Regions from separate parts of the Mus musculus genome. Here regions 2 and 3 are each linked to region 1. A link is a contact called in public HiChIP or PLAC-seq and promoter capture Hi-C data. All regions are on one chromosome and are shown on one strand. The core of a region is the stretch at or near the end of the contact, and the rest is flanking DNA. Distances in the headings are between cores, read along the strand shown. Region 1 overlaps Dse (dermatan sulfate epimerase). Region 2 holds the start of Tspyl1 (testis-specific protein, Y-encoded-like 1). Region 3 holds the start of Calhm5 (calcium homeostasis modulator family member 5).

Region 1 (4,663 bases), core at 1,041-3,540:
AATGATTGAACTCTCTGTCAGCCTTCCATAATATCCTAAAATACCTGACAGAATCACCTGAAGGAAAAAGTTAGCTCATAGTTTTAGTTTAAAGCCGGTCACTGGTCCCATGGTTTTGACCTGTGGTGAGGGAGAACACTGTGTTAGAAACTATATGGTAGAGTATAACTTTCATGCCATGTCATCTGGAAAGCAGTGAGGAAGGAGCTGGGGTTCCAGGATAGTCTTTCATGGCCTGTCCTATAAGATTTCCTCAAACTCTAGTTAGGCCCTACCTCCTAATGTTCCCACCACTCCTAGTAGTGCTACAAGTTGGGTGCCTCCACCATGTAAACCTTAGTGGTTAGTTCAGATCTAAAATACCCATGAGCCCTTGGAATATCTGGGGAAGGGGTTTTGGTAGCCATCTATCTATATGGTGATACACTCAAGTGAGACAGATCAAAAAAACAGAAGCAACAGATAATGTTGTAAGAAAGAGACATGTGAGACAGTGAGGTATCCTCTTTCTCCCAGCAGCCAGCTCTCCCGCCTATATTCCCTGTCTGAAACAGGGACAGTCTGTAACTAGCTACCCAGGCCCACTCTTCACAAGCCCTCTCATCCGTCTACCTGTAAACTGCAGTGGGCCTCAGAATCACTTGTTAGATGTCTTGGGCCTATTACACAAGTTGGGAGTCAGCAATAGGGAGGAGCTAGCATCTGTCTTCTGAACGATGGTCCAAATGCTAAAAGAATCATATTTTGTTACATCCTTTCCCCACCCTTGGAATCGTAACTGTGGCATTCATTTCCCTCCTTAATTGAAAGTATAGCCACGAACAAGTGTCCCTTTCCTGATTCACTCATGCCAGGCCATCATTACATAGAAAAGTTTTCTACATCACAGGCTTATATAAGAGACTGCATGTTTTTCTGCATGTCTGAAGTCAGCATATTGGAAGGACAAGGAAAAAAATGGGGAGACAGCCTGTTAAGTATAATTAATATGTGTTCCTTTAATTGATGAAGCCTTACAACTTGAAAAGTTTGAGGCCATTTTGAAGCTACCTATGACAAAATGGACTATTTGGCTTGCCAAATTATTAACCAAAATACCAAAATAACCAATGAACAGACCTGTACCCTTACCAACAGATTCAATAAACACATCGGAACCATCAGCAAGAAATTCCATAAGTACACGTGTACCATTGTCAACACAGCCAATGAGCGCATTTGTATCCATCACAGACAATAAGCACATCTATATCATCATCAATAGAGCCTATAAGCACATCTGTATCATTATCAAGTGATCTGATAAGCTCACTTGTATCAGCAGCAGCCTCAGCAGCTATTACAAATATTCATTTTGCATTACTAAGACTGCACGGAGAAGAAGGCCAAAACGCAAGTGACGTCAGAACAGGGTTCTTATTTCATCCAATACACAAACCCAGTGTTTAAAAACTGATTATAAAATACCACAGAAAATTAAAGATCTTCGTGAAGTATCATTATAGACAGATTCAGTACCTGCCAATTAACATCTTCCCTTGAGATGGAAAAATAAGGAATGCATAGAATCCAAACATGCTTGCCAAGTTTTTGTTAGAAAACATTTAAAGATACACTTTTAATGTTTATATGCAAAGAGTAGGCAGAACTTTATATCCAGGTTGCCTATGCTGTAAACACAAAGTGAGACACTCTACTACAAAAAGGAGGCTGCTTCTGGCCTGAAGCAATTCAGAAAGCCCACATTGCATTTAAACAGGGAACAAAGGGCGCTGAAGCATACAAGTACAAACATATCCTACAAAGAAAATTCACTTCGCATTTCTTTCCAAGTGAGTATGATTATAGCAATCCTCAAATATCTTTTTTTTTCATCAAATATCCTAAACATATGTAGAAAGCAGCCTTACTGAAACATCTTTATCTCCCCTCCTGTCGACCCCCCACCCCCAGCATTTGAAAAAGATGGAAGACAGTTTAGAGTTCAAGGTAGCTTCGTAGCAGCTTATGAGTGCCTTGCTCACAGATCCATGTGTAATGATGCTGAGTGGCAGCAACCTGCTCTTTAAGTGGCAGTCAAGAAGGAGCTTTCCAATCGATGGTCAGGGTCCTACTGCTTGAGATTCTGTTCATATTAAAGAGATTGTCCAGAGTTAAGGCTCAGAGCCATCTATTTTCAAGGATCTAAATCTACACAAAACGAGGAACCTGTCACAGAATGTAAGGTTCAAGAAAGAAAGAGTGCCTGAAAGGGGGAGGGTATAAAAGAAGGAACCACAAATGAGAAAGAGCTAGAGCTGGAGGCTGGGTTTCTGACAGCCCAGCATTTGTTTCCGGGACCAGCACACTTTAATTGATTCCAGGTGTCTGCTGAACAGACCCCTCTGCCTTTCTCACTGGAAGGTCACCAGAGGAAAACCTCATCTTTTCACTCACAGTGCCGTGTGGCTCCGAGTGTTGGGGTCCAGCAACTTCCTCCTGCTTTTGATTATCAACATTAGCTTACAGTTTAGAAAAGCAAAAGGCTGGAAAAGCAGCTACAAGAAACAGCCTTTGGAGGCCGGAAGGCAAGGCTGAGACAGGCCTCGCAGTTCATCGAGCAACAAAACCACCGAATGGTCCATTTCAGTGTGATGGAGATTTTTCTTTTTTATAAACCCCTTTCTCTTGCTGTTTTATATTATTTTACAAACACACCCTAGGATTTCAGAAGCTTGCAATCCATATGTAAGAATTTAATAATCTGTTGCAGAGGAAAAAAAATTAGATCTCTGTCCAAAAGTTCAACTTATATTTTTCCCTCACTAGTTCTCTGGATTCCCTGTAGTCAACTAGCTCCGACACAAGAGAGAAGTCATTTGTTTCCTCTGTGACTTATTTTCTGTCTCATGATACAGCAGAAACATAAGGAAAGGGAGAAAGAGTGACCCACTACAGATACTTCTCAGAAACACAACTCCAGAGCAGCAGAGTAGCTAAAAGGAATACTCTGCACCCAAGACTTGACAATCTTGTTATCTTTGCCTCTTTCTGTATAACAAAAAGAATGAAGTTTTAGTACAACTGTGTGCCAACTCTATAATCCTAAGAGCTTTTTGAGCATCACCTTATTCCATCCTTGGGACCTCATGGAGGAAAGATTCGTCTACATTTTACAGATATAAAAAACCATGTTGATAGCAGCTATGAAATCTGCCAGAGGACACGGGGCTAATTACAACAGAATCAGGACACAAGGACACAAACAAGACACTCATCTACCCCAAAGACCCCTTTGTTGGGTATGTTTCCGATGGGTTCACAAATTAAGAGGAAAGCCCCCCAAATCCACTACTGGGCAATGCACACTTGGTACCTCCCAGCTATCAACTCCAGCTTGAGCAAATCCCTTCCATCACAATCTTAAATCTCTTCACAATGTTTTCATCTCCATGTCTGATTAAATGAGGCATGGTAAGCTTATACTTTTCTGCCCTGTAAGCAGTGGTCTCCAATAACTGAGTGAGCCTTTTGTTTTATTTTCATTAAGTTCTAGATCATCAAATAAATACATACACTGAGTAGATCAAGCTTACAGCAATCCATCTAATATGATGGACAAGCATGCTGCCATTTCATCATTTTCCTAACATAAGAAAAAGTCTACTAAAGAATTCACCCCACCTAGGGGAAAACATGGCTGGCCAAATCATGAATCTATCTCCTCCACCTTTATTCCTTCATCTCTGCAGGTTTAGTGAAATGTGCTAAGGAAAGGCTCCGTTAAGGGAATCTATGCATGAGCCAAACAACCTACTCCCTGTTCTCCTTCCAGTGTCGTGTGAAAGCATCAACATCCTTCATCACCCACACTGAAGGATGTTTATGAGAGTACTGAGTCTCTGTGAAAATCTAGAAGGTTCTTTGTGATCTTTGGGCCAAGAATAATTGTTCTTTTATAGAGTAACTGACCTGATTTTTTATTCTCATGGACACTGTAAACTTCAAAACTGAGGAAGCCTATCATTTTGTTGCTAAATAAATAAAACAAAGCAATCTCAGGGTCCACATGTGATCCACTCGTGGTCATGTTGTGTGATACATTTTAGTGAATCTCACTATTCTTCTCCCAAGCCATTTCCCAACTCTTTCTCAGTTACTTTCTCTTCTCTTCTCTTCTCTTCTCTTCTCTTCTCTTCTCTTCTCTTCTCTTCTCTTCTCTTCTCTTCTCCTTTCTTTCTTTCTTAGATAGATTTATTTATTTGTTTGTTTGTTTATTTATTTAATGTATGTGAGTACTTTGTTGCTGTCTTCAGACACACCAGAAGAGGGCAACAGATCCCATTACAGATGGTTGGGAGCCACCATGTGGTTGCTGGGAATTGAACTCAGGACCTTTGGAAGAGCAGTCAGTGCTCTTAACCACTGAGCTATCTCTCCAGCCTTCTCAGCAACTTCCTATTTAAATTTTGTATTATGTGTCTTAAAATTTGGTGATGGTTTGCAGAGGTAAAGGCACAGTACAGGTAAGCACAGGTAAGAAAATAAAAAGGTGTGCACATTATTAAATTTTTAAGAAAAAAAAAAAAACCAGAATAATATGTGCTGACTCCAAAATATCATTGAATTGACCTTTATGGGATTCTGTTTAAAATCTCTATGAAACGCTTTTCTTAGACATACT
Region 2 (4,663 bases), core at 1,397-3,896, 110 kb after region 1:
AATTTGGCCTAGGACCCAGAAGTAGGCTCAGATATCTTCTTCATCCTGATAAGCCCTTAGAAACAGGACTTTGTTTATTGCTTTGCTTGTTCCTTGACTATTTGTACTTATTGTCTTGCTTGTTCCTTCACCTAGATCTGACTTATTACTTACATGTAATTAAAATGATATAAAAGCAGATTTGGAAAAAAATAAACCTGCCTCAGCCTCAGAACTGGCTGGGTCATGCTACAGTGTTGTCTAATTGTCTTTTTTCTTTTTAATCTTCTCTGCTGCCCTGGAGAACCTGTTGACTGATTGAGCTGGCTTGGTCAGTCAGTCCTTATCCAAAGCAGGAACCAAGTCAAGCTCATTTCCTCCATAACACATACATTCAATATCCTTATCTGAATGAATGCATTAATGCTCTACCTGAAATCATTAAGTTAGTGCACAAAAACTTAATTAAAATACATGTAAGCTTCAGCATAGAATGTAAATAATATTACTATGTTCTGCTAATTGAAAGCTTACAATGCTACCTACTTTATATATCATTTTATACTTTATACATCTTGTGTCATCTTCATATTAGAGTTCTAAAATATAAATGATAGTTTCCATTTTAAGTATTAACAATTATTTGAAATTGTGGGGCAGTGGTGGCACATGCCTTTAATCCCAGCACTCTGGAGGCGTAAGCACCAGATAGAGTTCCAGGACAGCCAAGGCTACACATAGAAACCGTCTTGAAAAACAAAGACAAAAATCAAAACAAATCAAATTAATTCATTGATTGGTTGTGTGTGTGTGTTTGTGTGCCATGGGGGATCCTTGTGGTGAACAAAGGAAAACTTGCAGGAGTCATTTTTTCTTTCTTCCCCATTGGTCCGGTCTTGGGGATTAAACTTATCTTTAGGCTACGCAGCAAGCACCTTTGCCTGCCTAGAGGGGTGACTTGTCCAGGTCAAACAAACCAAAGCTAGAACTTGAATCAAGTTGAAGACAAATGGGGACCTTGTCAGACTAAACAAAACCAAGTGGACACTTCTATATGATAGTTAGTGGAAAATAATAATAAAATGAATCATGTCTAAGATGCATCGTCTAACATTCATAGTTTAGTCTCAGTAAAAGACTGTGGCTCAATTTCATTTACAAGAATCCATTCTGTCATAGGTGTAGCATCATTTTCTAAAGGAGAAGTCGCTCCCTCTAGTGACAGTCGTTGGAAATAACACGCCTAGCAAGAATTTAACCGTGGAAATTCCTTTCTCTGTGTGGAAGAAACAGTGCAAGGGAGAGAGGAGGAGACATTATTTACCAGAACTTCACCAAAATTGGATTACAGTTTCAGAAGACCTGACATAGGCATCTGTGTCACTCTCCATCCGCAGTTACTTTTATGAGATGTGTAATTTTCTAACCACGCCATTCTTATTGGTGCGTTTACCACTGTGATAAATGCCACGTCATATAGTTCTTATAATAACCTAAGTCGGTGACCCCTTTGCTATACTAAAATCGCCACCACTACAGTAAGCTTTATAGTAAAATTGTTAAATTTTCTATTTATGTGTGTAGATGGGTTATATTGTCTATGAACTTTATCGAAAAACGTTAAATGGTGTTTTGGAAATATTTGTTATACAGAAGGTGACATTTTTCTGGTAAATTTGAATTTGAGGACCACGAATAACTACCTTCTTTTTCTCAAAACAGAAAGGAAATGAATGTGTTCTTAAATATTAATCTATTTATGGATGCGGAAAGGAGGTGGGAGAAAATATGTATCAACTTGATATAGACTATGCATTTATGCCTATGTCCTAAAGTGACGTCACATCCCGTTCAGAGAACCCGGGAATCAAATGTCCAGGGCTCAAATCATCGCTCTGTCATTTTCTATGTTATTCTGGTAAGAGACCCAGTCTCTCCTTGTCTCAATAAAATGGATATCTTAATACATCAGAGGATTGTTATGCAAACTATTCGATGCCACGGTGCAAGACACACCAGTAAAAACAATCATTAATGATGACCACAAAATCTTTTCCAAAAAGAATAATTCCCAAAGCAAACCCACAGATCTTTGTTCCCCAGTAACGTCAGAGCTTAGAATAGAACTGAGTTTTTATTATTATTTTGAGCCAACGTGTATGCAGCCCAGGTTAGCCTCCAAGTCAACGATCCTCCTCAGCACCAGAGCACTGAGGCGACAGACAAGGGCCATCACACCAAGCTAGACTTCATTATTTTTTTCAGTTCTGTGGTGGTGGTGGTGGTGGTGGTGGTGGTGGTGGTGGTGGTGGGGAACCGTGGCATTCACCTTGGTTAATACAAACATTTGGCTCCTAGCTTTGTCTAATACCAGGAGGTGTTTTTACCGTTCCACATAAGTGGAAAGGGGATGAACTTGTTTGCAGACACAGACACACACACGGCTGCAGCCCGGATGCGGGCGAAGGGTCCAGAAGCCAGGTCCAGAAGCCCCGCCACTGTCTTCAGTCTCCTAGGATGATTGACATCCCTTTACGGAAACAAACGTGACAACCGCTATCCGCTACATTTACAGAAGCCAAACAAATACGGAAGTCACGAGCTGAAGAACCAATCAGGTGCGCTGCAGGTTCTCGCGAGACTTGCGGGCTGTGGCTCTGGCGTCACTGCGCTGGAGAGAGCGAGGGGCGGAGCTGGGGTTGCGGGGGACCGTGAGGGTTGTTGTTTGTAGGCGGAGGTCTGCGCGACTAGACCCGACATGAGCAGCCCGGAGCGGGACGAGGGGACCCCTGTCCCCGACAGCCGCGGCCACTGCGATGCTGACACTGTCTCGGGGACCCCAGACCGGCGACCGCTGCTCGGCGAGGAGAAGGCGGTGACAGGTGAGGGCCGCGCAGGGATCGTGGGGAGCCCCGCGCCCCGAGATGTCGAGGGCCTTGTCCCCCAGATTCGGGTGGCCGCAGCTAGGCAGGGAGAGTCACCTCCTTCCGTTCGGGGCCCCGCGGCAGCGGTGTTCGTGACACCGAAATATGTGGAGAAGGCCCAAGAAACTCGGGGAGCGGAGTCCCAGGCCCGTGACGTGAAGACGGAACCGGGCACCGTCGCGGCTGCAGCGGAAAAGTCAGAAGTGGCCACGCCAGGGAGCGAGGAGGTGATGGAGGTGGAGCAGAAGCCCGCGGGCGAAGAAATGGAGATGCTGGAGGCGAGTGGAGGAGTGAGGGAGGCGCCGGAGGAGGCAGGGCCCTGGCACCTGGGCATAGATCTTCGCAGGAACCCGCTGGAGGCCATCCAGCTGGAACTGGACACTGTGAATGCTCAGGCCGACAGGGCCTTCCAACATCTGGAGCAGAAGTTTGGGCGAATGCGACGACACTACCTGGAACGGAGGAACTACATCATTCAGAATATCCCAGGCTTCTGGATGACTGCCTTCCGGAACCACCCTCAGTTGTCCGCCATGATTAGGGGTCGGGATGCAGAGATGTTAAGGTACGTAACCAGTCTGGAGGTGAAGGAACTGAGACACCCTAAGACTGGCTGCAAATTCAAGTTCTTTTTTCGAAGAAACCCCTACTTCAGAAACAAGCTGATTGTCAAGGAATATGAAGTGAGATCATCTGGTCGAGTGGTGTCTCTTTCCACTCCAATCATTTGGCGGAGAGGGCATGAGCCCCAGTCCTTCATTCGCAGAAACCAAGATCTCATTTGCAGCTTCTTCACCTGGTTCTCGGACCACAGCCTTCCAGAATCTGACAGAATCGCTGAGATTATCAAAGAGGATCTGTGGCCAAACCCACTGCAATACTACCTGTGTCGTGAAGGAATCCGTAGACCCCGACGTCGCCCAATAAGGGAGCCAGTGGAGATTCCCAGGCCTTTTGGCTTCCAGTCAGGTTAATCTTTGCATTTGAAAATGCGGCCGGAACTGGTCCCTTCTCACCTGTGCTTGAGCAAATGCAACGGGTATGCAGTGTTTTGATTTCTTTCCTCCTGACTTTTCTGCATCTTCTATCTGGATAGTCTCCACCTCGAGATTAAGACTGGACATGCTTCTGCTTTCCCATGGCCTTCATGCTGTTCTGAATTAGTATCTGCTGGTTCACGGCCCTGGCTTATACCCTTTCTAAGCTCAACAATGAAACTGTATGTTACACTGCCTTTACACTGTTTGGACCCTATTGTTTTCAGTCTTACCTGTTTACTGCCACCTAGATGTCTTGCTTTAACTGGGGGCCCTTCTATTTATCTGTTCATCATGTGGCAACGTGGACACAGAGTTTTTGGACAGTTGCTGAGCCTAAACATTGAAGGAGTGGGCCACTGTCTGTGTGATTTTTTTTTTTTTTTTTTTTGGCACCACTTTCTAGGTTATATCACACTCCATTGTGTTTGCCAGTGCTCCTCACCCTCACTCTCCCACCTTTCTCCTGCTATTTTAAAGAAAAGTAGTTCAGAAACATCTGTAAGGCCAGGAGTCATTTATACTTAGCATTTCCTGAGAAGATACTCTGTAAAAGAGGAAACAACTCTGCCTTGTCTCCTCTCTTACCCACTCCCCAGCCTGGTTAGCAAGCTCTAAAAAGCTTCCAGGGAGACAGCTAGATGGAAACAGCTGAGCCCTTCCTAATATATGGAAGAACTAAAGAAGTTTTGATGGGTACTCTAAGCAGAAAAAGTGAGCTGA
Region 3 (4,663 bases), core at 699-3,198, 80 kb before region 1:
ACTAGAGTTATCAACAGGTCTTTGTGTTCGATCTAAGCTATGCCTGGGTGTGCATGCTTTTTTTTGAGTTTATATTTAAAGAGGAGCTTACACAGTGAAGAGTGTTGGGGATTGGCATCGGTTGAATGGAGCTGGTGCCTACAGAGGTAAGCCATGTGTCATCCACACTATCATAACATTAGTAATGAATACCTTCCTTCAACAAAAGATGGAAGGCACTCAGAGGAGCCTGACATGTTCCATCTAACCTATGCTTTATGAACTAAACAAAGGAGTTTATTTAGGGAAACTCTTTGATTTAATAGCTTATGGAGAATATAACCTTACTAGTAACCATCCTATATTGTAGAAGCCAACTTTGCTTTAATGTGTTTGCTGTAAGGGCAAGCCCTTGCAAAAACAGTAAAATTAGTATGTGCCTGTGCATTTATCCAGAAACCAACACTATTCCTGAGAAAGGATGGCTCTTTTAATTTACTCCTACCTCTTTTGGCCCCCGAAATAAGAAATGAGCTTCACTGCAAGGCTAGGCTAGGACTAGGCACCTGGATCTGTGTTCAAATACTTGGCAAGGTAACAAGTTCCTTCATTGTATTGATTAGTTGAAGCTGGAAATTACTGCCCACAAGGAAAACAATTCTCCAAATTCTGAGCTTCTAAAGTAGCATGAGAATTGACTTAGTCATACAGCACAGAGAGCAAAAGCCATAAACTGCCCCAGGGAATGTGGTCACACTTTACCAAAGACCATTTAAAGACTGATCAGTCCCATCTTATTCGGGGAACTCTCAATCTTGACAGCACTCATGCATAGAAATACCAGTTACCACTGTGGTTACTCAAGGAAATCTCTATGCTAATTATACCCCAAGAGACTTTGAAAAGTGGTCACTGATTTGGCTCAGCTCTATTTCAGTGGATGAATAAGATGTGTCTGTGTTTTCTGAGACATCGGCTTGAAAATAAATAATTGATAGGAGACAGTAGTGCTTAATTACAGCTCAGGTTTAGCACTCAGTGGATGACATTGTGTTCTGCATTATTTAGAGTCAACCCAGAGAGAGAGAGAGAGTTTTGAGCACTTAAGTATTTACATATGCATAACCCAGAGGATATTTTCTCTTTGGAAATGGAGACTACACAATCCAATCAGCAATTTTACTGAGCCATCTTGTCCCTAAAAAGCTTTTCCTGAGATTCTCTTAATGCTACATCATGTTCCAATTTCCACTTAGTGTCAAAAGTATCCTGGCAAGACTCAGACTCTGACGGATGAAAGGAAGCCAGAGAAGTTCCCACTAGGAGCAAAAGGCATGTTTGTCCTTACCTGAGACTGGGCCTGCAGGGATAGCCTCACTTCTTCACTCTCCATAGCGGCCATGCTACTTTTACCACAGGAGACTTTGTGCAGTTCTTCCCAGCACTCTTTGGGCTTGCCCTTGCAAATCATCTCCAGGAGCCTTGTGCTTCTTGTCCCGCTCATAGCACATTCATAAAACGTCCCATTAAGCAAAGCCACAGAGAGCCACATCACCGGAGCCACCAGTGAACTCAGTATGATATGGCCCAGGACGTAGAAGAAGCGGCAGCAGCGTCTCCTGGGAAATATTTTTTTTGGGTTCATACAGCAGCCAGTGAAGAGTCTCCATGCCTTGTTATTCAGAAAGAAGCCAAGGATCAGTAACACCCAGGCAGGGGCGAAGAGAAAAACCAGCCCATAGGCAGTATTCTCAACGCTGCAGGGGCACTTAAATGCCACCAGCGAGAAGAGACGTTCGCTACCCACGGTGAGCAAAGCCATGAAGCTGTAGCCAATAGCAGTTTTTTGGTTAAGAAAGAATTTTAAGATGCTCTGAAAGGCATCCATGTTGGAGACACACACACACACACACACACACACGCGAAGAGGGAAAGACGTTTGCCTTGGTTTTAGCACAGCAACTGTGGCTGAGGCTGAGGGTGGAGCTCTTTCAAAACAGCAATCCTGCTCAGTCTGCATCGAGCCAGATAAGGAAACAATGTCATTCCCCAGGAATGCTTTATTTCCCAACAACGTTCAGATAATGCCTCCTACTGGTGGTTGCTGACACTTGAGGGTAGCCAAAGAAGCTGAAAAGTAAACGCAAGTTCCTTTTAATAGTCTTTGCACGTGCTTTTGATTCCAAATCGAAAATGCTCATACAAATTATAAGTATAGAAATTGTCCAGTGGGGGGCTCAGTGCTTCTAGAAATGTGTTTCAGCCACTGACTGGTAGCCAAAGCCAGTCTCCAGACCCAGTGTTTCATGATCGGTTTCTTCTCTTGCTCTGTGCCCTAAGATTTAGTAGACAGGAGTTCTGACTTCCTAAAAGGGTTTTCTTCATTAGAGACCTGAAACATATGGGGTGGGGTTTTTAGAATTTGTGTGAGAAGTCTAATAACTACAGGGGCTTTAGAGAAAAGGAGGCATCCTCGTTTCTCTTCATGTAACGTCTTGATTCACATCATGATAGGTTTTGTTTTTCTTTTTCTTTTTGGTGGGAGGGGAAGTCACAAAGAAAATCTTTCTAAAACAGATGCCAAACCTGAGTTAGGATATCTTCGGGGCTCCAAACCACCCACCACTTGGTCATATGGACCATCGCTGAACCTCGGCATGGTGTTTCATACCAGAACATGTTTCACTCTGTTCACTTAGCAAATGCTAGCTGACTCCAGGTTGTTTTCTAGGACTGAACATAGTGTCACGTGTAGATTAGAAACTCACTCAGAAGTTTGATTTGCAGGTAGCTACTGAATTTGCAACGTAGTAGGATTGTTCAAGATAGGCAGTCCTCCTGTCTATTCAATCAACCAATGAGCACATGAATGAACATTTTTGTACTTCACATTATAAATGATTTAAGAAAATTGCTTCCATTTCTCTCCTACACTGCTCTTAATTTAAACATTAAGTTAATTCACACCTCTGAATGACGGCAGCACATCCAGTTGTCAGATTTCCATGAATAAGTGTAAGAAGCTTCGCCTAGGTGTTTTGTGAAAGGCCTTGGATTAGGAGTCAAGCAAGTAAAAGGCTACAGTCTTTGCTGTTATATTCGTGCTTCTCTAAAGAGCAGATTATACATTTGTGAGAGTTATGGCTTAGAAGAAATAGAGGGGCCAGCAAGATGGCTGTATGGGTAAAGGTGTTTTTCTCTAAGCCTGACTACCTGACCACTAGCCTCAAACCCACACAGTACAAGGGGAGACCCAGCTTCTAGTTGTTCTCTGACCTTATGCCATCCACACAGGCATAGACAAGCTAGCAAGCAAACAAATGTGAAATAATGTTTCAAAACGAAGTGAGTCCTAAACTGCTTAAGCACAGCTTGAAAACAAACGAAGAAAAAGGAGAGTGAAGGAGGCTAAGGTTTCTTGTTTCTAGGTTGTAGGGACTTTTGAGCCCTGTACCACAACAGCCACTTTTGAAAACTCAATTATCACACATTAATGTTGTCCCCACCACTTTCTCTTGCTCCTCCTCGAAGAGTTGACGTCTACAGTATGATTATGATAATTTTGTATGTTCAAAAACATGTTCTGGGGCCTAGACTGCCCAAAGCATACCCTCCTTAGACCAGTGATCCCCTGTCGTGGAACATGTGCCCAGGGTCACTTTAACTCTAAATTCTATGTTTTACTATGATCCGTGTGGCATATTTCATGCTGCTGTGTTGATGATTAATGATATTTTTGATTCTCAACATCCTAAAGCCTATGTGTTTTCTATGAGGGTTACTGGAAATCATTTTGTTTGTCTGTTTGGATTGCTTTAGTTTGACTTGGTTTGGTTTTTGAGACAACGACCTCTGTGTAACAGACCTGACTCCTGGAACTCTGTAGACCAGGCTGGCCTTGAAGTCACAGAAATCTACCTGCCTTTGCCTCCCAAAGGCTGGGGTGTGCGACCATGTCTGGCTAGAAATAATATATTTTACAAACTGTATTGTTCCACGAACATCAGCACTTTAGGATAGTCTATAAAAATAAAAAAAAAATAATTTAAAAGCCGCACATGGCATAAGGTCAGTAAACTGCAAAGATAACTGTGAGCCCAGACATCCTGACTGCCTGCTCAGCTTGGCAAGCTCACCACTGCTGTGATGCTATTGGCTTGTCTGAATAAGCTTCTGTTGAGACTAAGTGCTATAATTTTCTTTCTGTTTATCAGGTTGCTTTTAAGATGTACTTGGGAATTACACCAAGTGTGACCTGCCACAATTCAAGCAGAAATGAATTTTCCCTGATTCTACACAAGAATCCTCTGGCAGAGTTCGTCGAAGAGCTGCCTGCTGGGCGATCTGCACTGTGCTACTGCAATTTGCTCTGTGGGATCATCAGAGGGGCCCTGGAGATGGTAAAGCATGCGTTTCATCATGGCTTGCATGTTAGCCATCCAGAGCTGCCCTCAATGTGTAACAACTTCAAATGAATGCACAGTCTCTAAAGGTGGGAAATCCTAGACCAAGTAAGGCTTGTTACTACACGCCAGTGATCTCAGCGACCTGGGAGGTAAGGTAGGAGGGTCAGGATTGTAAGGCCAAGGCCAAGTCTGTGCTGTAGAAATTGAATTCAGCCTCATCCTGGGAAATTCAGTAAGATCCTATATTAAATTCTTAAAAATGAAATGGAACACTGAGG

Evidence for each region. Promoter capture Hi-C pulls out the DNA fragments that hold promoters and counts their contacts. HiChIP or PLAC-seq counts read pairs in DNA pulled down with a chosen protein or histone mark.
Region 2: a promoter capture Hi-C map of pre-B cells shows a contact between it and region 1. The contact joins the promoter of Tspyl1 here to the enhancer-like site in region 1. A contact is called at or near these places in 13 of 39 promoter capture datasets (the C10 cell line, the HPC-7 cell line, HPC-7-derived erythroid cells and 8 more), 1 of 15 datasets of contacts at CTCF or cohesin (the NIH/3T3 cell line), 24 of 484 Hi-C or Micro-C datasets (B cells, CD4 T cells, CD8 T cells and 10 more), 18 of 115 datasets of contacts at active chromatin or transcription factors (the 230-238 cell line, the HPC-7 cell line, the SCID.adh cell line and 7 more) and 4 of 9 other capture datasets (adipose tissue, embryonic stem cells, liver and 1 more).
Region 3: a contact with region 1 is called in a CTCF HiChIP or PLAC-seq map of CD8 T cells, with 8 read pairs. The contact joins the promoter of Calhm5 here to the enhancer-like site in region 1. A contact is called at or near these places in 7 of 39 promoter capture datasets (the C10 cell line, the HPC-7 cell line, cranial neural crest and 4 more), 1 of 15 datasets of contacts at CTCF or cohesin (CD8 T cells), 2 of 484 Hi-C or Micro-C datasets (CD4 T cells and CD8 T cells), 2 of 115 datasets of contacts at active chromatin or transcription factors (CD8 T cells and heart atrium) and 3 of 9 other capture datasets (adipose tissue, liver and macrophages).

Annotation. Positions count from the first base shown.
Region 1 is chr10:34,174,026-34,178,688 of GRCm38.p6, forward strand. All of the region lies in intron 2 of Dse (dermatan sulfate epimerase), which reads right to left. Among named protein-coding and RNA genes, the nearest start is that of Dse, 31 kb to the right of the region's middle. Within about 2 kb of position 2,291, at least 56 of the 459 cell types and tissues checked have an H3K27ac peak or open chromatin away from gene starts, as enhancers often do. A contact at or near this core is called in CD8 T cells, the HPC-7 cell line, Th1 cells and 4 more, where this site is marked.
Region 2 is chr10:34,279,544-34,284,206 of GRCm38.p6, forward strand. Tspyl1 (testis-specific protein, Y-encoded-like 1) reads left to right here and starts at 2,647. Exons shown (of 1, transcript NM_009433.3): 1 at 2,647-4,663. The coding sequence starts at 2,738. The coding sequence ends at 3,877. All of the region lies in intron 1 of Gm26564 (a long non-coding RNA gene), which reads right to left.
Region 3 is chr10:34,094,571-34,099,233 of GRCm38.p6, forward strand. Calhm5 (calcium homeostasis modulator family member 5) reads right to left here and starts at 1,949. Exons shown (of 2, transcript NM_178908.3): 1 at 1,328-1,949. The coding sequence starts at 1,867. Trappc3l (trafficking protein particle complex 3 like) reads left to right here. Exons shown (of 7, transcript NM_001162937.1): 5 at 4,194-4,379.